Regions from separate parts of the Mus musculus genome. Here all the other regions are linked to region 3. A link is a contact called in public promoter capture Hi-C data. All regions are on one chromosome and are shown on one strand. Each heading gives the region's core, a stretch centred on a gene start, on an enhancer-like site or on the middle of the called end of the contact. The rest is flanking DNA. Distances are from core to core; before and after follow the strand shown. Region 1 has its middle 15 kb from the start of Rfx8. Region 2 has its middle 16 kb from the start of 1700066B17Rik. Region 3 overlaps Map4k4 (mitogen-activated protein kinase kinase kinase kinase 4).

Evidence for each region. Capture Hi-C pulls out chosen DNA fragments and counts their contacts.
Region 1: a contact with region 3 is called in a promoter capture Hi-C map of adipose tissue. The contact joins two enhancer-like sites. A contact is called at or near these places in 1 of 484 Hi-C or Micro-C datasets (bone marrow-derived macrophages), 12 of 115 datasets of contacts at active chromatin or transcription factors (CD4 T cells, DN3 thymocytes, the HPC-7 cell line and 8 more) and 3 of 9 other capture datasets (adipose tissue, liver and pancreatic islet).
Region 2: a promoter capture Hi-C map of adipose tissue shows a contact between it and region 3, with 2.6 times the contacts expected there. The contact joins two enhancer-like sites. A contact is called at or near these places in 4 of 484 Hi-C or Micro-C datasets (CD4 T cells, double positive thymocytes, embryonic fibroblasts and 1 more), 2 of 115 datasets of contacts at active chromatin or transcription factors (microglia and regulatory T cells) and 3 of 9 other capture datasets (adipose tissue, embryonic stem cells and liver).

Annotation. Positions count from the first base shown.
Region 1 is chr1:39,734,740-39,737,873 of GRCm38.p6, forward strand. No RefSeq gene overlaps it. Among named protein-coding and RNA genes, the nearest start is that of Rfx8, 15 kb to the left of the region's middle. Within about 2 kb of position 1,507, at least 135 of the 459 cell types and tissues checked have an H3K27ac peak or open chromatin away from gene starts, as enhancers often do. A contact at or near this core is called in adipose tissue, where this site is marked.
Region 2 is chr1:39,829,382-39,832,647 of GRCm38.p6, forward strand. No RefSeq gene overlaps it. Among named protein-coding and RNA genes, the nearest start is that of 1700066B17Rik, 16 kb to the right of the region's middle. Within about 2 kb of position 1,655, at least 13 of the 459 cell types and tissues checked have an H3K27ac peak or open chromatin away from gene starts, as enhancers often do. A contact at or near this core is called in adipose tissue, where this site is marked.
Region 3 is chr1:39,961,325-39,964,399 of GRCm38.p6, forward strand. Map4k4 (mitogen-activated protein kinase kinase kinase kinase 4) reads left to right here. Exons shown (of 32, transcript NM_001252200.1): 3 at 854-910. Among named protein-coding and RNA genes, the nearest start is that of Map4k4, 62 kb to the left of the region's middle. Within about 2 kb of position 1,762, at least 40 of the 459 cell types and tissues checked have an H3K27ac peak or open chromatin away from gene starts, as enhancers often do. A contact at or near this core is called in adipose tissue, where this site is marked.

The DNA.
Region 1 (3,134 bases), core at 257-2,756, 230 kb before region 3:
ATAACTTTGCAGTGGGTCCCACCTGCTCGGGCTGAATCGCAGGCTGCATTTAAAGACATTTTACACCTCCACTCAGCACGCAACGGACCAACCTCTCTGCCTTGTCACCCTCTTGTAGCCCCGGCAAGGACCTCACCTCTTCCCACTGTCCAGGCAGGCTTTCCTCAGTGGCCCCTCAGAGGCTCGGGAGGCTGGAGTTCTGTGTGCCCACTCTTTCCGTCTCCATTCTTCTCTATTCCACACTTTCCATCTCTCATATTCCTAGGGTTGGGGTGATGAAGATCAGAGTGAAACTAACGTAAAACCTGACTGAAGTGCTCCGTGATGTCACCCTGTCACGGTGGCTCAAAGCACCCATCTAGTACTAAGGCTGGGATGCCTGTCCTCCTCCCCCACTGCAGAGCACCCACGTGGAGACCTGGTCCCATCCTTAGCCCCAAGACAAACAGAAACTTGTTAAAAAAAAACTTTCATGTCTACTAGTCTATGGAATAAGTATTTTATCTATCTATCTATCTATCTGTCTGTCTATCTATCTATCTATCTACCTATCTATCTATTTATTTATTTATTGTTGGACAGGTTCTAACTTTGTAGCCCAGGCTGACCTCAAACTCAAAGTCCTCTGCCCCAGCCTTCAGTGACATGATTATAGGTATGCACACCCATGCCCCTGGGCTTGGATGTATCTATTGTTTTATAAATGGGATCCCTGTGAATGTAAGCAGTTTGCTCACAATGTATCATTGTCATCATTTCAATGGTAACTAAGTCTGGGATCACATACACAGGTTCTGTCCTTTACATAAACTTCCCTTTGCGCCCAGTCCACTTCTCTTTCTCCTGGTTTACTGGTGTCCACACTGCTTCAGCTAATCTGCCTTTGTGCTGAAAGCCCTCCCAAGGGGCTCCCAGTTTCAGCCTTGCCCTGCCTGTGGCTCATGTGTGTCAGCATTGCACAGATAAGACTCTAACACACACCCTGTGCTTCACTCTTTGCCAGAGTGACAAGGACTAGTCTGGTGGTCATCCAGATATATACTGATATCCAGCATGTGTCCGTGTGGGCCAAGTAAGGTTCCATAGCATGGCTGAGGAAAAAAGTCTTCTACCCAGAGGTGGTAGAACCAAAAGCTGTGTGTTTTTAAGGCACCGTTGGTTTGTGTGTGTGTGTGTGTGTGTGCCTTTTGCTGTAACATTGAAGCTTCAGTTTCTCAGGGTGGGGGTGGTGCTTTTGTTTGGAGCCACCAGGAGCTGACACTTGTCACTTGAACTTCCTGACTTTGTTGGCTCTGCCAGGCATGCAGGGGCCTTTGCGTTTGATTTCCTCTGTGAGGAAGAAAAACAAAACAAAACAAAAAGTCTCAATTTATCATGGGACCCAGCACAGGAAAGCTTGCACAATAGACCCCAAGCTCCCTCACTTGGGAAAGCTGTCTCAGCCCGGGGAAGAGAGCTCCTCAAATCCAACAAAGGCCACTTTTCTTCCTGGAGAAAGCAGCTCTGCCTGTAGCTGGGAGACATTCACGCGGAGGCGGCTGATGGTTCAGTGGCTCTGTGAACCCACAGGCCAGTCAAGGAAGGAAGGAAGGCAGTTAGGGTCCCCTGGGGAACAGAGCCATTTTACTGGGGCCACTGGAGGACAGCAGCAATGAATTACGACTTCTCTGGCTAATCCGAGTGTTTGAAAACATAGTGAGGCCATCAAGTGTTTAGGAGGAAGCCAGAAGCCCCAGACCTGAGTCAGCAGATTAACATCTGCCCTATCTTGTTTGCCCCTCCCTCTCTTATAGTCAGTAAAGAGTGCGCTTTGTGGCTCCACCCACAATCCCACCCATTGGCCCTTCTCAAGGCTGTCTAGTGCAGTTGGTTAACCATCCGGATCTCATTACAAAGCCTTAAGAACCTTCCTCCCCTTTCTTACCTCTTTTTGGATTAACTTAATATTTTCATCACTTCATTTCGAAAAAATCCTTGAAAAAATGGCAGCAGTAACTGTTCTTCTGCTGTTAATAATAACTACAGAAAGTATGGCACAAACAGTTATCCTCTTGGAGTCTAAATCGGTCCAGCAGCCTCGCACTGACGATGGAAGCGCATAAACGCTCCCTTTTGCTCGTTTGCCTTTCCACACCCGCCTAGCCTGAGACGCCATCAATTTCCACATTTCTCCAGCCCCACTGTCAACCATAAAGCTGTGGCCCAGTTACCTACCTACCTAGTCTATTCTGTTGTTTCCTTTATGGCGGCTCGATCTACCATCGCTCTCCTACCTAAAATCCATCCTTTAGGATTAGCCTAGTTGATAATCCATTCTTGGAAAGCCTAGTTTTTGTTTCTAAATATGTCTTATCTTCCCACTTTCTTGAACTGTGTTTACACTGGTCTAAAAGTCCTTGATGGCGCTTACTGCCTTTGGCACATAGACGGTGGGCTCCACCATCTTCTCTCTCCCATGAGCCACTGGGAAGTTTGGCATCTGTTTACAAGTGATGTGCCTTGTTGTTTTTAACCCTTTTGCTCCTCTAATAGTGTGGTCTGTGTGCATTGCCCTCCAGTTTCACAATAATGGAATTCGGGGCACATTTCTTAAACTTGGTTTAGTTTGGGAATGGTTAGGTCTCTTCAATCTTACAGCTTAGAGTCTCCCTTTGGTTGTGAGAAACTCAGCCACTGTCTCCAAATGTCTCTCCTGTCCTTTTGGGGATGTTACCACGTGACAATAGATTGTCACTTTTTAAATCTGCTTTTATATATTTTCTTTTATTTTGGTTAACATGTGGATTTTAACTTTGTTGTTTTGTTTTGTTTTTGAATTGCAGCACATACTGTTTTAGAATCCACCAGAGAGCTGAACATAGAGGCGTTGGCAGCTGGGTGCCTCTAATTACCGGCTGTGTTTTGGTCACTTGACAATTTATCTTTGGGGACTTACCTGTCTTAGACAGAGGAAGGCACGTCTCTTCTGGAGAGAGTCCTTAGGTGTGGCAGGACCTTATGAGTACAGAAGTATAAATTCAGAACACGAACTTTTTGGACCACACAGAAAATCTGCTTGTGGTCATGATTCTGTAGGGAAAGCGCGATTGTCTTTGCCTTGCTTGGTATTGATTGAATATTCCTTAAAGTCTTTT
Region 2 (3,266 bases), core at 405-2,904, 130 kb before region 3:
AAAGGCTTACAGGCATCTAACTATTCAAGGTAGAGATGCCAGCATGGATATGCCATCGCTCTTGGATTTGGTATATGGCTCCATGGTAGAGCACTCATCCCGCACAGGGGAAGCTTGGGTCCCTTCCCCAGTGCTCCTGAGCTACAACTGTCCAGGCTCTTCTTGTTAGCTGTAACTGAATCTCTTAAGTAACAATTCAAGATTCCTACTGCCCAAAGAATAGGACCCAGATGTCCTCCAACAGTGCACAAGCTCCACCCACCCATGGTCTTGATGACATGGCACGAGTCTCTGCCCTTGTCTAAGAGCAGACAGGTCTGGCCTGGTCAGAGGACAGGCAAGAGAGGCCCAGAGGAACTAAATAACTTGTTCATGATTCCACAGCTTATAATTCCTGATGCCTACATGTGAGGCTGGGTGCTCTGGCCTCATCACATGGTCTTTAAGAAATCCTATTGATCTTTAAGTCTTTTCGCCCTGTTCCCTGATCAGTCTTCTGCGCTCTCACATCTTTTCCCTGTTGACCTGTCTCTGAAGCAAACTCACAAGGCTGCCTTCTCTGTGCAGAGTTCTGTGCCCTGCTCCCCAGCATTGACCTTTGACCTCCAGCACCCCTCCCTCTAACCCCCCGCCCTCCAGCAGCCACCGCCAGCTGGACCCTTGGGACTGCTCCTAACAACCTCATCTTTCACATCTTTGTTCATCTCCTCCAGAATCTGTGACATTTGTCATCCCAGACAGTGTTGAATCAGCACCAAGAAAGACTTTAAATCCCAACAAGGGCCATCCCTGTGCTCTGGGTTAGCTATGGCCTGGCCCCTCCAAACTTGTGCAAAAACCATTGTAATATTATTGAAAGATGGGATTGTTCAAGGGCAGCTTGCTTCTTGGGGGCTCCAACCTCATAAAGGAATTACTGGGAAGTTCCTGGTCCAGTGTGTCCCATATTCTCTTTGTAATTATTCACTTTTGTAACTGCATGAAGTGTCATGTGCCCCCGCCTTCAGAAGCTGAGCAGGTACTGGCACCATACACTCAGACTGACAGAACTATGAGCCACAATAAATGTCTTTCTTTTATAAATGAACCAGTCTCAGGTATTCTGTTATAGTAACAGAATACAGGCTAAGGCACGATAGTAAAAGTCTATAAAATTACAATGAGAGGTCTCTGTGCCCTGTGGTAGCCTAGCAGAAGTTTCTAGAAGGGTTGGTTCTTGGGTAGACCTTAGGGGCTGAGCAAGACATGTATAGCTAAAGATGACCAGGAGGGTAGCTAAGACTGGGCAAATGGTATGCACAAGCCTGAGACTCCAGGGTGCAGGGTGTCTCCGGAGCTGGACATTAATCCAATGAACAAAGCTGGACCTCAAGAAAGACAATCAATAATCTGTATGCCAGAAAATCAAACTCGTCCCCCAAAAAGACCCCTCCCCCAGGAGGCCACGAAAGCTTTGCTTCTTAAGTAAATCCAGAAAACCCAAGTACCTCAGGGATGGAGGGAAAAGATTCCAATTTAGCCAGGTTTGGAATTTTAAAATACCTTTTATTGGATAATATGGTACATAATTAACCACAGAGTTAGACCTGCTCTGAATTAGGTCCTGTTTCAAATACATCGATGTGAGCATGGGAATATGTTACTGCTTTCTCCTTGCAACCAGGCCATCTGAGTCATTGCCATGGATCCCATCCCCAGCCAGAGATCCCAGCCAGGGCCATTCTGGGCCCACCAGTCAACAGTAAGCGCCTCCTGGTCCTCCTTGTCCAGATACAAACAGTCCTGCTGAGTCCAGGATCCAGCCAAGGAAGAGGGCACCAGCTGTACACAGTGAGGCTGTCCTGAGATGGTCTGGGATGAACTTGCATGAGGTTGGTGGAGAATTGCAAGAAGATAGATGCCAGTGGCCATGGATGTCTCTGTAAAACAGAGCAATGGATTAGGGATCGTGAACGCACATTAACTAGATTACACGGTCTCCAGTAATCTAGTTTACTCATAATGTACCATTCTTCTGCATGAATTTTAGAAACATAAGGAATGCATAAATATAATTCTAGCTGCTGTATTAAATTTCCACTTTTCCCCAAGAAGACCCCAGACTCACCATAGCATCTTGGAGCATGTGGGAGAACCCCCGAACCCCGCCCTCACTCTCTCGACAGCCCTCACCGACAGAGATCTGATTACAGCTGTAAAGATTGTCATAAAATGAGCAGTAAATCCTTCTGGTTGTTTCTTGTGTTTGCCTTGGATTCTTCCCAGATAAAAATCAGCCAACACTTAGGCTGCCGCCCTTTCATCTACAAGTGGCCATCCGTGACCTCTGCCTCATTTAAGCTCATTCTGTAAATGAGAAAACATCACTTCGTGAGTTTTATTGATTTGCCTAAGGTGGCAAAAATTCCTAAGCAATGACATCAGGCCCAAATCTAGAATGGAGGTGTCCAGTGTGTTCTATTCCTTTTAAGACTGTCAGAGACCCCGGACCCACTTGCAGCCAATCTATTGCTATGTCTGATGGTGTTCTGTTTTGATGTAGCCATATACAGTTTCAGTAGACTGGCCTCTGATTCATTAATAGCATGCTGCATTTCACATAGACTCTAATCAAATATTTATTCCCATTTCAATGTTTTATGTTCATGTTTAGGGGCTGACACATGTTCTTCCTGATCTAAGATACGGCTGTGGATCTTTCAAAGGTCATGAGCCCAAGCACCCAGACCAGAATGCCTTACAGCAGGAAAGAGCCTGGAGCACCGGGCTGTGACTGAGGGCTGAGACTGAAATCGCAGAGGCAGGTGGAGGTGGCTGTCACTGACCTAGCTGGGCTGGAGCTGAAGTGCAGGGTCTGGTTGATCTCTGGCCTTCTAAGCCCAAGGTTCATCTCTACAGATTTTCTTTGAATAGCTTGGTAGTTCCTCTGAGAGCAGGCAAGACAGGCATGCTATTACACTGTTAGTCTACGTAGCCAGCTCAGCTTCCAGCGAAACGTCAAAGATGACCATAGAGTTTCCTTTGCCAGAGTACAGACTGCTCTTGTAGAGGACCTTGAGTTTAGTTCCCAGCTACTCCTGGTTGACTCCACCCCCAGAGGGAAGAGGAACACAGGTAAGAGAGGAGCCCTCCTGTTTCCATGGACACTAAGAATCCTTTCACAAGCTTGGCATGAAGACTGTTTCTTCCAGATCTCCTTGTGTTTAAAACATATTCCTAACAATTCTGCCTAGTTTGGGTTTGTGTGAAACAAAACATTTTAAATG
Region 3 (3,075 bases), core at 512-3,011:
GTTCCTAGTTGCTTCAGAGAGTAGGGGTTAACCACACGCACCCTCCGCATCGGTGAGAAAGGAGAATGATAACACAGGGGTTTTATTTTTTTTTTTTGTTTTTTGTTTTTGTTTTACATACAGAGTGGTATGAATAAGCTACACAGTTTAGGTCCTAGATCAAAGATTACAGTTATGATGTCATTTTGCTTGTCCCTGAACCTTGAATACTTCCTCTTCTCAGGATAACAGTCTCCATACACCATACATTGACTTTTGGGGACATTCAATATAATTTGTGAAATCAAGTAGTAACTATTGGGGTCCACTAGGAAGATTCAGTTACCATTTATGGCATAAAGGAAATATCTAGAGGGCTTTCTAGTTTTGTTTTGTTTTTGGCCATTGAAGAAAAGGTTGAGGCTGATATATAGAAAAACAGATTACTTAAGTTGATTGGTGTCAGGGAAGATGGCTTCCTGGCTTGATTGCCAGCCCCTCCATATATCCAAGGGGATCTGAGGTCCTCACCTGGCTTTCATGGGCTCCTGAACACATGTAGTGTAAATAAGCTCACACGTACACACATGGACACATAAGTTTAACAAAAGTCTTTTGAGAAACTTGGAGATAGTTTGATAGTACATCAAACGTATCAGAAAAAGAATTGATATTTTATCCGAATTCATTCGATCTTCTGTCTTTGTTTTTATCAGCTCCGTTGTTCTATTATGAGCATGCACTTAAAAGCATGTTACCTTTTATTAGTAACAGAAAAGGCGCGGGGGAGGCTGGGTTAGAGACTTTAGCCACTTCCTCTGAGGAACCGTCGTGAGTGTCGGTACTGACCAGTCTTTGTTTTCTGTGTCTCCAGGGTCGACATGTTAAAACGGGTCAGCTGGCCGCCATCAAGGTTATGGACGTCACCGAGGTAAGGTTGGACCACACTTGTTGATGAAGACATCGTGACTTTCAAGTTCTTCCGGCCCTGGTACTTCTGCCCTCCTTGGCACATTTAGAGATAGTGATCACCTAAGCACATGGCTTTGCTCTGGTGTTGGCTCAAGGTCCAGCAGCAGGCCAGGCGACTTGAGTTGTTGAGATAGTCCTAAGTAACTAAGAATCTCATTTGCTTAATGCATTTTTGATTTAAACCACCAACCCGCAGCAACCCTCCTCCATCGGAGTGATGTCATCTTTGGCCACAAAATGGGCTGTAATTGGAAACATCTTCACTAATAGAAAGGAAAATGTTGGGGGAGGGATCATGGAGGTCACATGCGCAGTGATTAAAGGGAAAGCTCCCTTGGGGTATTAGACCACATCTGTGCCATTTCTTTTATTTTTTATATTGAGAAAAGAAAACATGGAGCCAAGTTCCCAGAGGCTGGAAGACAGCAACATCTGTTAGAATGTCGAGTAGATTGTTGCCATAATTTAATGACAAAAGATAGTTCTTTCAATAGTCAATGAGGATTTACTGTGCAGCTTCAGATGGGAACCGAGAACCGAGTCAAACAAAAAGTGAGCCCACACATGCACACCCACACACTCACACACATGCACACATGCACACCCACACACACACACCTGAACACACGCACACTGCGCACTCGGGACGTGCCTCTGTGAGTGCATCCTTCATCGGGTATGAGGAGCTAGAGCTGCCTCATTTTAAGCTATTTTAATGTTTCCTCTCTTGCACTTGCTGCCTTTGACTCAGTGTTGAATCAGATCCAGCCCCAAGTTGTAGAAAGAGCTCAGCAGCAGCCTGAGGAGCTTGCAGGGTCTTTACGTCACACCATCATTTCCCTAAACCCAGGGATTACTGAGGAAAGTGAGGGCTATATAAAGACCGTGTCTAAAAAGTAAGTTAGCCTTAAGCTTGGCTATTTATGAATCCAGAGTTTAGTTCCTTTCTGGGCTTCGTGCTTTCAGCCTGGGCTGTGTTCCCTGAGTAGCCGCTGTAGCCTCCTGGTGCCTTACTTCACGCCACAGATGGATTTCAAGTCTGACCCTCCTTCTCTAAGGCGGAGCCTGGTTATAAATGTGTAATATGCAGAAAGTGAAGCATACAGGAGAGTGCAATGAAAAATCAAGTCCTTCCCTTTTCTGACAGGAGCCCTTCAGTGTATTTCTCTTCAGTCCTGTCTCTATGAGACATGTATAAAGTACATGCTCACGTGGACATGTGCTACGTGCTCTGTGTTATTCTTGCTGTTCTCTGTGCTGGGGATTAATGAGGCCCTTGTGTACCCAAGCTAGAGTAGTGCTGTACTACTGTGCTACAAACCATAGTTTCTTGCTTGAAAAAGAAGGCAGCATTGGACAGGTGATTGACTATTTGTAGAGCTCCTTTAAAAGCAATTAATGGGAGCTCGTTTATTCCAGTAAAGTCAAAAGTGATGCTTAAAGACCAACGGACAATCAACCATCGAGTCTGTTAGCTCCTCAGTGATGTTTCTCACATTTTCTTCTCTCAGAATGACCTCTGCTGTGGCCTGGGGCTCGGAGAGGATCCAGAGGAAGTGTTGATTGTGAATAAAAGACCTTGGACTGCTTCAGCCTGCCCCAACATCAAGGCTTCTGGGCTTATGATGCTGGGGCCTGGGTGGCAGATAGGAGAGGTCTGCAGCTGAGCTGCAGATGTCAGCTCTGGGAGGGGAGGGCTCAAGGAGAGGGCTGTCTTGATGAGAGTCAGATTATCTGCTTTCCCTTTCGTCTCAGGGACACAGGTGCAGGAGCTAATTCCTGGGAAAGTCACAGACAGGCGTGTGCCTTATTAGCAAGGACTGGGTGTTGGTTAGCAGGCTCAGCGGGCAGGAACAGTGTGGGTGGGAAGGCCATGGTATGGTGATCTTGTTGGAAGCCTGAGTGAATCTAGCTCCATCACTAGCTGCAGTGAGTGAGGATGTGGGCCTACATCACTAGTGAGCTTGGTTATTTGAAGAACCTGGACATGACGCTATGGGAGGGACTAAGGGGTGTTCGAGGGAGGCATCTCTTCATAGATGTGTACACGATCCTGTCTGGGAGCTTGTAGTGTTGAGAAGAGTATTGCTATTTAATCAGGGCTTGTTGCCATTGGGCTGTTAT